Linked DNA regions of Gossypium hirsutum: region 2 is linked to region 1. A link is a contact called in public Hi-C data. All regions are on one chromosome and are shown on one strand. The core of a region is the stretch at or near the end of the contact, and the rest is flanking DNA. Distances in the headings are between cores, read along the strand shown.

Region 1 (3,570 bases), core at 364-2,863:
TCCTCAAACCAAGCTCTAAAAGAAGCATACTTGAGAATGTAACTATGGAAATTAATACATAATACTCGAACAAACTCGGGACAGGATTACTCACTTGCAACCTGAGTAACGTCGTTGTAGATCCTCATACTTGGCCTTACATGCCTGCATTCCCCATAACGTAGGAAAATAAAATCGACCATTTGGACAAATAATTTCAGTACACTGCATTAACAGCTGGAACATTATCCTAGTACTCCCTCCCATTTAAACAAGGAAAGTTCAACATAAGTCAATTAAATGCACATCCTTAATCATGTAGTCGTATTATAAAGATGTTAATTCATACTGATGCATTTCAAATATCATTCAATAGTTCAAGTAACCGACATCCTATGAACCTTGAACCTTGAACTTTTTTATCGAACATTAGGCAAAATGTCAAAACACGAATATCGAACACAAATACTTATATTTAGGGAGTCAAAGCGAACTATTAACTACCCTCATTTACAAAAATTGAGCGCTTTCATTCTCCTAAAATACATTTTATAGTAGAATCCAACCAGAAGTGAAGATCAAAAATAGTCAAGGCTTTCAGCTTCACGCATTTTCATTAATCCTTATTGGTCACGTGGAAATCACGTGACAAGTACTTCCCCATTACCCTGACAATAGTAATTAAATAATAATAATCAAAATCACAAACACATGTTAATGTCAAGACTTGTTTGCCGCATAAAACGTAACCATTCATGTCCTTGTCTTGTTTCACTCTCATTTCTTTAATGCTAAAATTAATAAAGAAGAACAATTTTATACCTAAAAAGGGAGAAATGGATCAAATCAGAAAATACTCTGTTAATTAAATTTTAAAAAAGTGTTAATCGTATAATAACCTCGGGAGTGAAGGCAAAAGGAGAAAGAGCTCGGGTTCGGAGCTCCGAAGCGACGAGGTTCCAATCTCGGGTACCATGGCGGAGAACTGCCCCACCTAACAAAAGCTCCTCCCAAGTACCCCACGTCCTCGTTATCATCTCCGTTCCTAAGTACACGTGTACGGCCCACGATTACTTCCAAAAAATCAACGACGACCCACCACCGGAAATTTCTATTAAATCAAGAAAGCCGTAGCCTTTCTCTTCTCCTCAGGCACATCCGGCGCACTTAGCCGACGCCACCCTCTTATAATAAATAAAAAGAATTCCCAGAAACAAAAGCAAAAGGCGGTCTCTTTAGGTTTTTTTTTCTTTTTTAATGAATTTTGAAACTCGTTAGAACTAGAAGGGTATAAAAAGTTTAGAATTTTTAATGTAACGGAAAGTAGCCAAAATTTTAAAAAAGTGAAATCAGCCAAAAAACGGACGAGATTTTGCAGAATAATGTAGAAATAAAAGAGAGATAATATGTATATATCTCAAATTTTTTTTCAGGAAATAATCTCAAAGATTATAATTTGTTTTAGAGTGAGAAAAACATGGACAAGGAGAAGACTTTTTTTTTTTGGGTTTAATAAAGGGGTATGGAACTTTAAGTTTAGTTTTCTGCGATTGGGTTTTTATATTTATTAATATTTTTTTGGTTTGGTTAAGAAACAAAGGCGCTGTCTTTTCTTCAGCTTCTCGGTTTTCGGACACACTGGATTGACCTAATTGTCTTCGTCTATTATTTATATATATATATATCCCCACTTCGCTTCTTTTTTTTTTAATGACAATTAACTCCTACTTAATTAGAATAAATTTGAATACAATAGTTGGAAAGAAAATACATTTTGTAATATTTATTTGCAATATTAGATCTTATAACCAAGGTTGAGATGTGTCCTATAAGAGCATAGTAAAATATTTAATAAAAAAATACATGTCTATTTTTTAATGTTGTTTGTGGAATAAAAAAGATAATCTACTAGTGTACTAAACACTCACTCATTTTTTAATTTATAAAAACAAAAAATAATATTTCTAAGAATGTCATTAGATTAAATTTAAGGTCGAAACAAGAGCAGTGATACAAGGTCTTCAAATGTATGGGAGAACGAATATAGAAAGCTTACGTGCTTTTGGTAGAATCCATTTTAACCTATTTAACGACCAATAGAAAATTGGGCGAGTTAGGCTTAATACTTAGTTTGCTTAAGGGTGACTGAAAAGTAAGATTTCATCACGTTTCGATATCTCAAAATAAGATTATCGATCATATGGCCAAAATAGCTTCAAGTGAATTGAGTAATATACAACTATTTGGAGAGCTACCAAATTCAGTATGAAATATACTGATAGTTGAGCGTAATATTGTTTCTTTATGTTGCTAGTCCTTTAAAAATGTAATCAATTTATACTGTAGTAACTGCATTAAATGATTTTCTTTTTCGTTCTAGGGAATTGTAATGCTTTTTAGATTTGTAATTAAATTATTTTTTGAATTGTTATTTGTCCCTTCTTCGTTAAATATTCTATTTTCTGTTTTCAATTAATGTTTTTTGGAAATCACCAACTGATGCATTTAATACTTGGAGAAAAAGAAAACAAACGGTTACAAGCCATCGATCATCATCTATCCTTACAATTGTCTTTCAACAATTGGCCGACCAAACGAATCCTCGGGGATCATAGAAACAATAAAGAAAACTATCAACAAAGCTAAAGAAAAGGGAAAAAAAACCTAAAACAAGGAAACGAAAGGACCCCAAGCCTGAAAGCGTACTTTCATCTTCAAGAAACTACCATAACCCTTCCTTGCATCAGTGAACCATAGAGGCACTCAAACCATCCTAGATTTCCAAATATAGTCACTTTGTTCCCCAGCCTCCCCGTATGCCACAGAGTTCATCGAACTATCAGTCGCCTTTTACATCCGGACTCAATCGCCACAAACCTACTTTCCCTTTACAAGCCCCCTCCTCTCACGATCAACGAGCCTTTCCACCTTCATCGAGGCTTCCTCCATCCAATAAACAAGGTAATCATATTTTTAACTTTCCATCGCCAACCCATGCGTAGTTTCATTTGCCATTCGAGTTACGAATCTGAACTGTATACTTCTAAATTTGGGCACTCTTCCCTTAATATCTTTTATCAAATTGCTTATGTTCGATCTGTCTTCTTCTGTAGATTTTAGTTTTTTTACCACCGTTAAAGCGTTTTCTTCTACGCAAACATCTCTAAACCCCAGTTCCTCTGTGAATATGACTACCTGTAAACATGCTCACGCCTCTGCCATAATCGGATTCAGAACATTCTCCCATGGGTAAATACACGTTGCCATCACCAACCCTTCTTTATTTCGATAATCCTCGAACTTGATTTATGCAACTTTTGATGATAAAAGGCATCAAAGTTAATCCTAATTACATCACTCTCTAATAATTCCCAACTATCCAATTTTGGCCTTTGCATGACCCTAGATAACTCTCCCAACTGCTCAATTTTTAAGCAATAGCCATTAATAAACACCACTGTGTCTTGTACCCGCTTCCTTATCCCCTCATGAAGAACCTTTGTTTTGATTATACCATAAGGCCCAAAAAGAAATAGCTAATTTTCTGCACATTAACATGCTGCTACTTCCAAATTCCATTACTAACCACTG
Region 2 (3,593 bases), core at 47-2,546, 190 kb after region 1:
ATCTCTAGTATAAAAGTAGGACCTTGGCACTTTTAGATGTTGAGTTTTCTTCAAAGATTATCTGCATGGACCTTCAAACCCATTAATGTTAAGGTTGCTTGATCTTGAATAATAGTTAATATTTAATACACTGATAATGTATAATTCTGTGCATCACCGGTTACTAAAATGATGACACATCATCATAAAATTTTAAAGCTAAATTAATTTAACTTCATTTTTAACGATGTATCACCTCTTTATTCAATTGTGATGTATATATTATTCATGTATCAAATATTAATATTAAAAAAACACATTTAAAAATAATAATTGTGAAACATCCTATTTTAAGAAAAAATTGAAAAAAAAAAGAACCCGAATGATATTATATTGGTTTAATGATTATATGTTAACACACATTTAGAACTCCTCTAACTCTCTTACCAACCATGTTTTTTGTTTTTATAAAAAGGTAATTATTTAATATTAATTATTATTAAAAAAGACAAGTTGCTCCAACTTTATTTTGTCTTGTCTTCAAAAAAAAAAATGGAAGAAGTCAACAATGGCTTACTGTTCTGTTTTCACCACAAAAGACCAGCATAAAAACAAAGAATAATAGGAAGCAAGTTACTAAGAATATCGAGGAAAGAAAAAAGCTTATGTTTCCATAGCTTTATCATTTATTTGACTTGCATTAAAAGAAACAATGATTATTGATATTTTAAGATATGATACCTAATGATGCGTTTAACATAATGTTATTGTTTTTAATGTAGCACATCATGTTTTTCACGTAGAGGACAATCCCGTTGTTATGTAAATCTGAAATTGATGAAAAGTAAGAGAAAGAGCGCGATCCCAAGCGACGTAAATTCCCCGACATCCACCCTCGAAATCTCCCCGGTTCTGCCTAGGTAAATTTAATTGGAAATAATTTTATCTTCTTTTTATATTCTACTTTCTAATAAAAAAATATATTTATTTATTTATAATTGTAATAATTGAAGAAGCTCTTTTTACAATGCTTGAATCAAAACTAAATTATAAGACTGAGAAAATCAAATGAAATGGTTTGTTGAGACGATTTATATCTATTTTTGTAATCAGATAAGTCTAACCAAAATCAAATCTAATTGCTCATTGACGGTGTTTTTTTTTTTGGGCATCCATTGTCAGCCTTGTACAAATCACGCGCCAAAAATCAAACCATGCGCGTTTTACTCGCGTGTCTCTTCCACCGACTTCCGCAACTTCGCTCTAAAATCATCCTAAATAAAAAAGTAAAAGGTGTGTACAATACGACGTCGGGTCCGTGACTGACACCCCTCTTATTGTCTTCTCCGCCGCCGTCCTCCGCCCTACCGAAGAAATTGAGACAAATTATTTATTTAAGATAATATATAATATTTTTATATAAATGGGAAATTCTAAAATTCGTCTGCGCAAAAGTCTTTCTACAATAACCAATCCTTATTTAATACCAAAAAGGAGCCACCGCATTCTTTCACGATTCTCTTACATTTGTTTTTTCTTTACAAAAAGTCGCATCTAAGTTTGAGACCGCCAACGCCAACTGTCGAGGAAACTTCTCTCTAATTTCTTCGTTGAAGTGATGCGATTCGTATTGATTGGATCCAATACTTTGTTTCTTTATGTCCGGTAAATCGGCTAGGTTTCACAAGAGCTTTTTTTTTAGGGTTTCCAAAAGCAAGTGAGGGTTCTCGGTTTCTTTCTTCTTGTTTGATGTTGATGATGGGGGAAGATAACCGCAATGATAGCTTCGGTATCTTGTCAAGTGGCGATCTCTCGGCTGATTATAAGTTCGATGATTTCGTTGGGGATGGTATGTGCATCGATCTCGACAGCATCAATCGTATTCTTGAGGAGAACTCTGATCCTCCGCAGGTAGTTACTTTCTTTTGCGGTTTAATTTGGCGCCACTTTTAGGGTGTGGAGTGTGAAGATTTTACTGGAATCCTACTCTTTAATTGTGAAATTTTGAAAGGGAATTTGTTGTATAGATCACGTACTCTCCATTGGAAAGCCTAGGAAATGAGTCAATGGTTGCTTATTTTAGCTGATTTTATGAGAACATAGTTCATAGCTTGTTTGAAATTGAATGAAATTGAACTTACTTTATTTGGAACTATCGCATTCTACTATGATTATTTTGGAATTTATTTAACTCAAGTACTTCCTTGCTTAATTTGCGAATCTGGAATCCAAATTCATCTCATAAATTGTAATTGACTTTGCGTACTTTCACTCTTAAACTCGAGGTTATAGATTGTGGAACTGATATTTCATGGCTTTTTGTTAGCCCTTGTTTCTCGGTAGAAGTTCAATCTTGTTTTCTATTCTTTTCCTAGATAGGTTATTCTTTCTTTGTTAAATTGCAGATTAATCCAGAAGATCCATCGCTTAGAAATATGTCTCAAGGGGACTCAGATCTTGAATCCATCCAGTTTCAAAGTGGTAAAATTTCTTTGCACAAGCATTTTTCTAAGTTTCTGTTTTTTATATATATAATGAAAATTTGATGATATTTCCTTGCTCGGGGTTTACTTTTGCAGATTGTTTAAGAAATAATTCCGATGATTCAGATGCTAGGGCAGGGTCTACCGGTGGCTCCTTTTATTATCATGGGAATTTAGAACTCTCTGCACATGATTGTTCACCGGTTCAAACATCCTCTGCAAGTTTTAAAGAGTGGTCTGCAATTTGTCAAGGGACATCCTACAGAGAGAGAGTTGAGATTCCCAGCTGTAGTACAGCATCTAGTTTTTCTGAGATAGATGGCAACCATGCGTTAGATCATGGAGATAATTTAAGATTTGAACTTGTGGATGATAAAACTAGTTCATTGTTCATGAATACTAAAGAGGAGTTTGGCTACAAAAGTACGTTACCCACTTGCTACTTCAATCTAAACATTGTCATTAGTTGTGCATTTTGAAATTTTTGCTTCCTATTGCTGTGCCCGAGTTTTTTAGTGGAAATGCTGACTCTTGTTTTCTGAATATTCAGATGCTTTGCACAGCCCTGTTGATGAGAATACAAACTTAATATTTGATCAGTATGATCCCTGTTCAGTTATAAGTTGTTACATGAATGGAGATGATGCATATTTTGCTGATTCCTCAATGCAACACTCGCCTGGTTCCCTAAATTTTACGTTTGAAGAAAGTAAGGAGGGTGAAGTTGTGGAATTTCCCACTGAGAGTGCATGCTCCAGTAGTAGGATAATATTCAATTCTCAGGGTGAGATTGATTTCTCTGATGTAAAGAAACTTCATTTTGAAGGTGAAGGGAATGGACATGTTTTACCAGCCTATGGAAAATTTTCATACACTGCCAATGATGGACTCTTTGATGACAAAGGTTCGCTGCAGCCATTCACTCATTCTAAACCTTGCATTTTAAATAACAAACAAGCAGTTTATGGAAAGAATGAAGATAACGAACTGATCACATCTGGCAATATTTTCTCCCATTCTGCTGAATCTTTAGATGAAGCTAGCTGGAGAAAGTCTACTAACAGGGTTGCTGAGTCATTATCTCTTGACGAAGCCTCAAAGCAGTCATCTGATATTTATCCTTCTGTATCA

Evidence for each region. A called contact is a pair of places that touch in the nucleus more often than the background predicts.
Region 2: a Hi-C map of leaf shows a contact between it and region 1, with 1.8 times the contacts expected there. The contact joins the promoter of LOC107900630 here to the promoter of LOC107900626 in region 1. A contact is called at or near these places in 9 of 34 Hi-C or Micro-C datasets (callus, fibers and leaf).

Annotation. Positions count from the first base shown.
Region 1 is chrD06:43,487,200-43,490,769 of Gossypium_hirsutum_v2.1, forward strand. It overlaps LOC107900626, which reads right to left and starts at 1,614. Exons shown (of 5, transcript XM_016826293.2): 1 at 879-1,614; 2 at 95-144; 3 at 1-15. The coding sequence starts at 1,016. LOC107900627 reads left to right here and starts at 2,464. Exons shown (of 3, transcript XR_005914915.1): 1 at 2,464-2,940.
Region 2 is chrD06:43,682,202-43,685,794 of Gossypium_hirsutum_v2.1, forward strand. It overlaps LOC107900630 (helicase-like transcription factor CHR28), which reads left to right and starts at 1,297. Exons shown (of 13, transcript XM_041095854.1): 1 at 1,297-1,890; 2 at 2,385-2,460; 3 at 2,559-2,885; 4 at 3,013-3,366; 5 at 3,496-3,593. The coding sequence starts at 1,729.